Regions from separate parts of the Rattus norvegicus genome. Here region 2 is linked to region 1. A link is a contact called in public Hi-C data. All regions are on one chromosome and are shown on one strand. The core of a region is the stretch at or near the end of the contact, and the rest is flanking DNA. Distances in the headings are between cores, read along the strand shown. Region 1 overlaps Tspan7 (tetraspanin 7). Region 2 holds the start of Tspan7 (tetraspanin 7).

The links. A called contact is a pair of places that touch in the nucleus more often than the background predicts.
Region 2: a contact with region 1 is called in a Hi-C map of kidney, with 1.8 times the contacts expected there. The contact joins the promoter of Tspan7 here to the enhancer-like site in region 1. A contact is called at or near these places in 3 of 12 Hi-C or Micro-C datasets (kidney and liver) and 1 of 1 datasets of contacts at active chromatin or transcription factors (oligodendrocytes).

What each region holds. Positions count from the first base shown.
Region 1 is chrX:14,932,710-14,937,999 of GRCr8, reverse strand. The region is part of intron 1 of Tspan7 (tetraspanin 7); the gene reads left to right. It also overlaps the pseudogene LOC103690795. Among named protein-coding and RNA genes, the nearest start is that of Tspan7, 43 kb to the left of the region's middle. Within about 2 kb of position 3,114, at least 13 of the 93 cell types and tissues checked have an H3K27ac peak or open chromatin away from gene starts, as enhancers often do.
Region 2 is chrX:14,975,893-14,981,182 of GRCr8, reverse strand. It overlaps Tspan7 (tetraspanin 7), which reads left to right and starts at 2,556. Exons shown (of 8, transcript NM_001398737.1): 1 at 2,556-2,639. The coding sequence starts at 2,559.

The DNA of each region.
Region 1 (5,290 bases), core at 1,865-4,364:
TCCTTAAGATTCTGTTTCTGACATTAGAAAAGGTCACACTGCAGATTCATTTGTGTTAACATACATTAACCAGATGTTTTCATTTGTTATTTTAGTGACTGAGTGATGCTGCTTTTATTTCAATTTTCCACATCTGAACTTGGAGATGAATCTGAAGAGACTTCCAATGGTGATAGACCAGGCAGGCCATGTTTCAAGCAGATAGATGAACAAGACTGAGTGGGCTTGGGCATTTTCAGTCCTCTGAGAGGGCTCTAGTATTTGGAAAGAATTTTGTTCTGTTATAGCAACTTTGTAAAATGAAACACCAAAATACCTCTGAAGAAATGTGGCTTTTGGTCCTGGTGTAAGCAAAGGCTATGCATTTGGGTAAGTTTGTCAAACATGGTTCCGGATTTAATGCTCAATGCTTCTTCTTGCCTTCATCTGAATCATGCTGGGAAAGGAAATTTGCTGTTTGGGGAATTTATTCTGAAACTGCCATTTTGTTCAAACAAGACTGTCTTGTTGAGGAAAATGGTAAGAACAGTCCCTTTTGAACAGACACTAGTTTGTTTACCCTAGAAGCCTGTCAGCTTGCGGGATCTTACTGTCTAAGGAACATGAAGACATTCTTTTCTCATTATGGCTATACTTGAAAGCTAATTACAGAGAACCCTGTTTCTGTTTGTTCCCGCCTAACGGGTCCTCTTGACTTCCATTTGAGTGACTGCCGTCTCTGAATCTGCAGTGATAAAAATATACTATGACTGCTGTTCGTGGGGAGAGCAGAGACAAATAGCCCAGATCACGATACCTTTTGTGGCATAATTTGTGACTCAAAGTATTTTTAAATTTGTGAAATGTTCTGGGAACATGTGGCCCATACATATACAGTCACCCAATTAGATAAGATGGATGAAGCAAAGAAGTGCAGGCCGACAGGAGCCGGATGTAGATCGCTCCTGAGAGACACACCCAGAATACAGCAAATACAGAGGCGAATGCCAACAGCAAACCACTGAACTGAGAACGGGACCCCCGTTGAAGGAATCAGAGAAAGGACTGAAAGAGCTGAAGGGGCTCGTAGACCCCATATGAACAACAATGCCAAGCAACCAGAGCTTCCAGGGACTAAGCCCCTACCTAAAGACTATACATGGACTGACCCTGGACTCTGACCTCATAGGTAGCAATGAATATCCTAGTAAGAGCACCAGTGGAAGGGGAAGCCCTTGGTCCTGCCAAGACTGAACCCCCAGTGAACGGGATTGTTGGGGGGAGGGCAGTAATGGGGGGAGGATGGGGAGGGGAACACCCATATAGAAGGGGAGGGGGAGGGCTTAGGGGGATGTTGGCCCGGAAACCAGGAAGGGGAATAACAATCGAAATGTAAATAAGAAATACTCAAGTTAATAAAGATGAAAAAAGAAAAAAAGAAATGTTCTGGGGCTATAAAAAAAAGTCAACAAAGGTGCAGTATAAAAATAACAAAGCACATACCTATGCATTAACTTTTAAGGAACGAGTAGCATTATATCTGATAAAAGCCCCAAAGGTTGTGGCTTATGTGCAACTGAGTGAGTCCGCAGAAGATGGAGTTCTTCTCAGTCAGATACCTGATCATCACGTAGGCGTGCACTGTGTATTGGGTGTCAGCAAAAGTATGGCCCCAGGCAGACATCATCTCATTTTCTGCTCTGGAGCTCACAGACACCCCTCTCCAGCTCTCAGGAAGAGGGTAAAATAGATTAAATGAGGAGCCTTGACGTTGCTGTTGCGCACAGCACAAAAGGGCAGGAAGCACTTCAGCCCATAGCTCCCAAAACCCAAACAGTTGACTTGGTCCTTGTTTTACACTTCTAAGGCAGATGCCTCGGATTGTCTTGATGGACAGTGCTACAATTTGCATCAGCTTCCCTACTTTTGGTACTGGCGTCCATTTGGGATAATTCTGTATATTTCCTTAACTTCTATCCTGTACTAGAGCTTAGTTTACTGTGTGGTTTTCCTTTTAAAATTTTACTGCAATGCATTCTAGTGACTTCCTGGGAATGTATACACGGGAACTATATTTTTGACTCTTTGCTTACTTCAAAATATCTACTCTTCTATTAATTCCCAAGAGATTGTGAGAATTCTAAAGTAGAAATCTGGGGCCTGAGGTTCAGTGATGGAACATGTCCTTGTTTTGTGGGAGCTCCGAGGTCATCCCTAGCATCAAAAATTAGAACCTTTCTAATGAAAATGTGTATATTGCTCTGTTATTTTCTGTTTCTATTGTTGTTAGTTACAGGGGAATGGAAAGGCATTTAGATTCCTGATGGCCTCATTTCTTTTACTTTGTGCGAGCATGTGAGGTCTCGAACATCCCACCCTAAAGGGCTATGGCGCAGGTCTGCTTGTCTCTACTCTGCAACTTTCTACGAATTACTGCGTATACCTTCATTCTGGCGCCTTGACTCCTGATGGATTAGAAAATTTCCTTGAATAAACGTTATCTTTCTACTTTCCTCTTTTCATTCAGAAACTAATATCCAGAAGCCGAAAGTCTCCATCGTAAGTGTCCTATGTCATCCAGACTTCCCTTAAACTACCGACCCTCTTGATTTTTCTATATGCTAGGATCACAAGCATGGAGTGTAGCACCATCCTCAGCTTTTCTCACATTTTTAATATCTTGGTCTTTACTGTGTCCTTCTCATGTGGGAGGGGCTGTTAGTATTTCTGTTGTTTTTGATTTCTCAAGAGTTTTTGATTCCAAACCTATTTAGGTTTTTCAAATGTTTAAATTATTTCATAGACACCATCTATTATCTCTTCGAGAATGCAATGGGTATATGTTTGTTTATTTCTTTGTGTTCTAGCTGCGCAGTGTCTATTCAGTTCAAGTTGTTCTTTTGTGCTCTTGTTTTGATCTGTCTTCTTTGGTAGGAGCTTTTCAGAGATAATCCGTGGTTGCTTGGAAACCAGATAGCTGCCAAAGCTCTAAATAGGTGGGTGGGGCTTTGGTATTTTGATTTTAAGTTGGGCACTGGCTGAGAAACTCCAAGGTTAGTATCTTTAGGTAATTCTTTTACCTTGGGTCACGTGCCTTTGAGAAGCTGAGGGCACTTAGGTCTGATGCCCAGTCTGGTAACCTCTTGGGGGCAAGAGGACTAGAATACTGTCTGTTTCTACATGCATCTGATCACTTCATGCCCATTGTTTGATTAGCATGCTCATGGCCTGCTTCTGCCTCCCAGGCCTGGATGCTTGCCTTGGGTGGCACTGGGTCGTCCCTTCTTAGAATAAAATGGGGAAGTGTGCATAATGACTCTCTTTCCAGCCCACGTGCTTTCCGCCATCCTCTTCTTCCCACTTTCAGAGGCCCATTGTCAGTTTCCCTCCCCGCTGGCTTGAGGTTGTTTGTTTCCCACAGGGCCTGCTGAGCAGGCTTACTCTTTACCCTTCAGCTTCTAAAGCACTCTTGCAGTTACCACCTGCTTTCACCTCCTGAGTTTATGTTGTAAAGAAAAAAAAAGACGAATGACTTCTTTGGGTGATCTTGGTGTGGTTTCAAGGGAATGAAATTCTAAGAGTGTGTTCTGTCCATCTTGGTAGCTGTGGTTTTCCTTTTTGTATTATGTGAATCTGCCAGCTTCGATGATGCAAAATCAAAGGCTTCTGGGCCTTTATGGAATGCCTTTGAGCCAGGTACTCTTCCACCCTTTGTGTTTGTAGAGAGACCTGTTGGATCGCATGGCATCCTTACTTTTAAAAAGACAAAACTCAAAATGGAATTTTGCGTGAAGGGCTGTCCCCCAAAGTGGACTAAATGTATTCCCAGTGGGCTGGAGGAGATGGTTTAGCACTTAAGAGCACTTGGCTGTTCTTCCAGAGAACCCAGGTTCGATTCCCAACACCCACATTGCATCTCGCAATCATCTGTTACTTCAGTACTAGAGGATCGGATCCTCTATTCTGGCTTCTGCATGCTACAGGTACCTGCTTGGTACACAGGCACACATGCAGGCAAAATACTTCTATACAGGATAAAATAATGATGAAGGGTTTTTAAACGAATATAGAGCCAGGAATTATGGCAGGGAGAGGCAGGCAGATCTCTTGAGTTCAAGGCCAGCCTGGTTTATAAAGTGAGTTCCAGAACAATCAGGGGTACACAGAGAAGCCTTGTATCAAAAAAAAAGGAAATAAAGAAGAAAAAATGAATATAATTGAAGATGTGGTTCAAAACCCTTTGAAAGTTTTGGACAAGTAAAACTCTTTCTTTGCTGGGGCTGATTTCTAATCATGCCTATGAATCCTATCAGGATCAGCATGAGTTAACTAGGTTTCGAAGGAGAAAACTATTCCAATATGCTTTGAGTTGACAAACCTTGCTTCCTCTTTCTGGAAGCAAACAGGGTTCCCAGAAAGCACGAGAAATGTGTGCTTTCCCCAGCTGCAGGAACTCTCTCCCTGCTGGCTTGGTGTGTGGCTGGAGGTCATTCATGGTCACTGTTGTGCCTTCTGTGCGGAGAACAAAACACACATGATGTTCTGGTCTACCCAGTGGAATATATGCCTGTGAGTGAGACTGCACGTCATGAACGACTTGCTTTCTGTCTGAGTAGCAGGCTAGGCGACTCACTATTCATTCACTGTCATGAGCATCAGCATCTCAATTTCCTATTCATGCTTTTGCTTTCTTTCTGCAGCAGTAGGAAGCCGTTGATCCATAAAATGAATATAGCTATTACTGTGATCTTCAGAGTCTTTGCAGATTTAATTACTTGCTATTAGTATTTCATGCAGACCTTTGTCAAACCAACTAAATTATGTATCAAAAATATTTTAGCACTGACAAGCTTTAAATAGGGGCCGGATACGTTTGTGTGTTGGAGTATTAGAACTATTGACAAATACATTTCCTGAGTATGCTGGGTTTAATTCTTAGCTTTCAACTGTAGTGAACCTTCTGTGCATGGCTGCTTAGTAACTCTAAGACTCTGTCTGTACTGTTTCCCATACCTATAAGTAGCCTTTTGCTTAGAAACATATAGTACAAAATTCTGACAAATAGCTGAAGATAGAAAGAACTATCACCCTGCTGCTGCCTGGCTCATTTCCAGACCTTCATTTCAAAACCATGTCTAAAGGCCAGTTTTTCTTGGTGCTAAGAGGAAGAACACCCTTTTCAGTTAAAAGGTTTAAACAAGTGCTGGGCCAGTTTAAGCTGTTCTAAGACACAATTTTGAGTCAAGTTCTAACAAAACAAAACAAAACAAAAACATTGTAAGGACACGTGTTAAACTGCCTTAGTCTGTTT
Region 2 (5,290 bases), core at 1,307-3,806, 44 kb before region 1:
GGATTTGTCTTCAGGGACAGTTCCTTCTTATCTTTGGTTTTTATTTGTGTTGCTGTCTCAGACCACACTCATTTTAGCTTGGTACAGTCTTAATGGGCTCCTAGTCTGTAAACATTCTGGCCTTCTGGCCTTTGAGAAAACAAAGCTGTTGATAAAGAAGAAAAAAGGCAGAAAAGAATCTGAGAGGAGTTAAGGGCTCGGAGGGTGTTTGCCTTTTGTTCTTTTGCAGTAGTTCTTATCTGGTTCATCAAGACCTACCTGTCCTCCTTTGGGCAAGACCTTTCTGGATTTAGCAATGCAACTTGTGGATGCAAAGAAATTTCTCAGTCTTTGTAAAGATACAATGATGGTTTTTTAACCCCAACTCACAGATCACAATTCCTTGGCAAAGCTGGTTATGAAATATTTTAATTTACTTATTAGTTACGTTACATAAGGTATGCATATATTTATTGCTACATGTAGATAGGTTATTTGGGGTAGAATAATCTAAGCTTTCAAGAAATTAGTCCAAAATAAAGCTGCAAACAGAAATGATGAGTTAGTTCAAAATGATGTTTTTGTTAACCATATATACTCTATGAAAACTCATCATCACATTCTCCTTGAGACAATGTTAGGAGTTTTGACCTCACAGAGTCATTTATACATGGCACCAGTATTTTTCAGCCATTGAGCCTGACATCTTTAGAGGCGTTTCTCTGTTCCTCCAGAGAGTCGTCTGCCACAATCAAGGTTCAACGGTAAATGCTGGTTAGTATCAGAACCACCAGGCGACCTTTAAAGACTCTGAGCCTTCAGTCCATATAGAATAATTCAGACTAGCTATGCTTGCACCAGGCAGTCACTGTTTCTTTTAGGTGCCAGTCATTAATGATCACTGTAAAGTCCTTTTCTTTCATGTACACTGTTTCCTGTGATTGGCCATTTTCTTCAGCAGGCAATTCTTCTTTCCCATATTTGTTTCTTGTTTGTACAATGACCTTCCTGGCCTGCCACCATGCAGTTCATTGCAGGTAATAATTATACTAGTCAAGGCTGATCTTGGCAGGCTTTGCCAAGCTTTTATTGACTCTATTATTTTACTCTTTCACAGAATGCATTCCTAACAGTGTCCACGTGGAGTTAGCCTGGAATGGCCTTGCTTCCTACTGGACTTTCTTCGGGGAATCAGATGAAATCTCTGTAGAATCTATACTTTGTGTATGACTTTGAACTAGCCACAGGACATCTAGGTATAGTGTACATTATTTTCTATTCTGTTATAGTTCACACGTCTAAAGGTCGTTCTTGAAAACTGTGCTAGCCATTGGTTTTTATTATTCTCACAAAGTCATGCAACCATCACTACTATGTAATTTTACAACACTTTCCTCACTCTCAAAATCAAAGCAATCACCCAAACCATCAACTGTCCTCTTATTCCCACCCCACCCCCACAGCTCACCCATTTTTCCCTCTCTATGGGTTTGTTTATTTTAGATATGGATAATTCGGTACGTGACTTTTCTGTATCTGGCTTCTTTCACTATGCATACTTGGAAAGTTTGTCACTTGGAAGCATGTATCAGCACTTCGTTCCTTTTTACAGATAAGGTCTCCCATTGGATGACGAGTGTACCATCGGTTTGTCAGTTGAATCCACTCGTTACTAGTATGAATTGTTGTTCTATACATTCATGCACAAGTTTTCATTTGGACCCGTGTCTTCATTTCTCTCCCATAGATATCTAAGAGTAGAATTCTTATGGTAACTTTACATTCCCTTTTGGAGCAAATATCAGGTTGTTTTCCATTTTGCTTCCTTGCTGCTGAGAGACCCCAGAGGAGTAAGATTGTCGGTGTTCTCTAAATGAGGCAAATGATTCTCTGGTAGTTTAAAGAATTTTTGTTATTGTCGTTATCTGTCAAGCATCTAATATGTAGGAAGAATGTTGCTGCATCTCGTTTTTGTCATTTCCAAAGGTTAGGAAATCTAAAACTATGTCTGAAGTTCAAAGGGAGCCTGTGGAGAATTGTAAAGTAGCAAGGATTTAGGGGTCTCTGAGCTCCGGGGTACCTTACGATTCTTCCAGGTGTCTGCTTGTCACAGTCTGTTCCTGGCACCGACAAGGTGTGCTTACTGCCAAGGACATGAATCCTGAGTGTCCAATCGCAAAAGCAGGCTACACAATCCTTATGTAGCTAGGTGCAGGCCCTGTTTCCAACAAAGCCAAAATCTTAAAGCTAGGGTAGTTTGAGAAGGGCTACCCTGACCTCCGACGGAGCCTCTAGGCTCTCGGGTTCCCTCTGACCTAGGCTTGGGATCTGTGCCTGCGCCAGATTGCAGACTTGGGCAGCATTCCCAGCATGCAATCAGTCTCCAGTCATCCTGCTCCTTCTCCCCTAGCCCCGCAAGGCGCGCGCGAAGGCAAGCGCGCCGCCCAGCCTGCGCGCGCACGGGAAGCTCGCGCAGCACGCGCTCCCCCTCCCACCCCGCCTTTCGCGGCCCCGCCTCCTCCCCCTCCCGCGCGCCCGCCCGCCGCCCGCCGCCACTGCCGCCGCCGGAGCTCTGTAGTATGGCATCGAGGAGAATGGAGACCAAACCTGTGATAACCTGTCTCAAAACCCTCCTCATCATCTACTCCTTCGTCTTCTGGGTGAGTGCCCACGCCTGGCTGCTGGCCGGGCCGCGGTCTATCAGACCGTGTGGTGATGCTCTTAGAAAGAAAGGTGGAAGGAAAACCCAAACCCCAAACCCTAAACCCCAAACCCCAAACCCGATCTTAGCCGGTGGACAAGGAGACAGCGGCAGGCTGCTGGGTCGGGGCTGTGAGATGGAAGGGTGCAGGTCTGGGCTGCTCCAACCCTCGAGTTTGCCCACGAAGGCTGAAGTGGGCTGCGCGGTGGCGGTGGTTGCAGATTTTTCACTCTTCCAAAAAAAAATTTTTTTTTTTTGTAAATGCATTGATTTCTTAAACTCGCAGAACAGGGTCAACCCCTGGGGAAAGTTGAGTTGTGGATTTGTCTGTTTTCTCTTTTGGACTTCTCTCCCTACCTTACCAGCCAGTTTGGGTGCCTGTTGGAGCTAAAGGAGCTAACCTGTGGCGGGCTGGGAGCGGGCGCAGTACCGAGGGGGTTAGATCTAAGATTCCCGACTTAGTCCCAACCCTGCAGGGCTGTGGGAGAGAGTCGCTAGGAATCTTCTGCCTGACTGGACAAGGGCGATCAGTCTCCCAAGCGCAATAATGCGGGACAGGCGCCGCCACCGCGTGGAGGCGCACGGAGAGGGTCTTACATAAGCCCGGGGTATCTTTGAGCTTTCTCGCGACTGGGTCTTACACGGTTCCTCTCAGGTTTCTTCCCACCCTTTACTGTTTCCAACCGGTTATTGTGATTTTCTGTGTGAACCCAATCTGCAATGCCCAAGAGGAGGACCCCTACCACCTGGTGGCTGCGGTAGCGCCCCTGTTCCCCACATAACTGGTACTGCTACTAGTCCTTGAGCTCAATGCAGAAAGGTGACGTCAGCCCTTCAGCCCAGGCCGGCGAAGGGCTGTGTGGTGCACCTCGCCAAGGGATGCGCCCTTCTGTGCGCAGGAGGAGGGAAAAGGGGAGGAGGGGGCTCCGGGCTTATGCCTTACCTCATCCTGTTTGGCAATTCATGGAATCAGTGCAGGGCTGACACTGCAGTGGTTTCATTTGCAGAGGTGGGTGGTACCTAAAGACCATTCCCAGTTCTTTTTCTCCTCACGTAGATGCCCACCCCAGTTCCCTCTTCCCACCTCAAGCCACAGCCACCCTGCAAAGGAATGAATACCGTCACAACTACCCTGGCCCTCCGCAATACCATAATCTGGGTCATTCCAGCTTCCAAACCAGTCATTTTGAAACCTGAGTCTCTGTTTAAAAAAGATAGATAGAAAGATAGATAGATAGATAGATAGATAGATAGATAGACAGACAGACAGACAGATGGATAGGGAAAAGAATGAAAAAGAAAGAATCAGGCTTGCCTTTGGTATTTTTTTTCTTCTTTGCCCTCCCCACCCCAATATTAACCCTGATTTGCTTCAAAAGTGGAACGCAGTATTGAATGAAGTACTTGTATTCGGATTGATGGTAAACCGGATTGTTTGCGGTAGTCAAGGCAGGAGCTAAGATTTATTACGGATTTAAAAAAAAAATCCCTAATGTTTCTAGGCTTTCCTTGCCACTGCCATTGATGATTCTTCAGGTCTGGAAAACCATGGAATGTGTGGACAGAACAGACCAGGGACTCTGCAATGATACAGAGTAGCAAGACTGAGACAGCCCATCACATACGCCTAACATAGAAGCTGAGTCTTTCTGGAATAGAAGTGGCACAGGTTGAATCATGTCAGTAATGGAACAGTGGGCTAGCTATACGTTCAAGGATCTTGTTGTCGTATGTTTGCCTGGGAAAAGCAGCATTACTTGGTGTGACGGTCCAACTTCGAAGAAGCCATTGCTGGGCACTGGTTTAGCTCTTTCTATAGCTCCTTAAGTCTGTTTTTGCTTTGCCCTTTGTTATATACTTCCTATTTGTTAACTGGAGTAAATCTATAGGTGATTATCTTGGGTTCCTGAAAAAGAAGGGTTATGGTGCGTGAGAAAGAAGGAATGCTGTTTTCTGGCATTTCCGAAACATGGTGACGGAGGAGGTGTTCCAGGCTTTCGCTTTTCCTATGGATAATTTAACTCTTTTTGTCACCCCCCCACCCCCCGGCAATCCGATGACTCAGTGCCTCCTAAAACATCTGAAATGGTGGTCACTGTGCTGTCCGCCCCTGAAAGTTCCTCTAGCTGCCGTTTCATTTTTTTTTTATATTTTCAAGATTTTGATATTCTTAAATATTTACCCCGAGTATTTTCAGTAGTTAAAATAGGATTCAATGATAATTTCAGACTTTACAATCAAAGGGATGACATCTCTCCAGAAAATACGACATTGAAAAGATGTTTTTCTTAATAAGCTGTAGTCCAAACGCTGGTTTGTTTTGTTTGGGCTTTGTTTTTTGTCACTGTTGTTGTTTTTTCTGTACCTTAAATGCTATTTTGAACGAAGCAGCTTTACGGAGGATAATATATATGATATATGTCACCCATTTAATGTATGGTATATACATACATGCTTAACGTAAAAATAGTTTGCATTTTAGTGTATTTGTTGTCGTTTTAGTATATTCACAGACACAGCCATTACTACAGACCATTTTCGATGGTTTTGTCATCTCTGAAAAGAAACCCTGTCCTGTCCCTATCCCTCCCATTTTCCTTCCCACTTGTT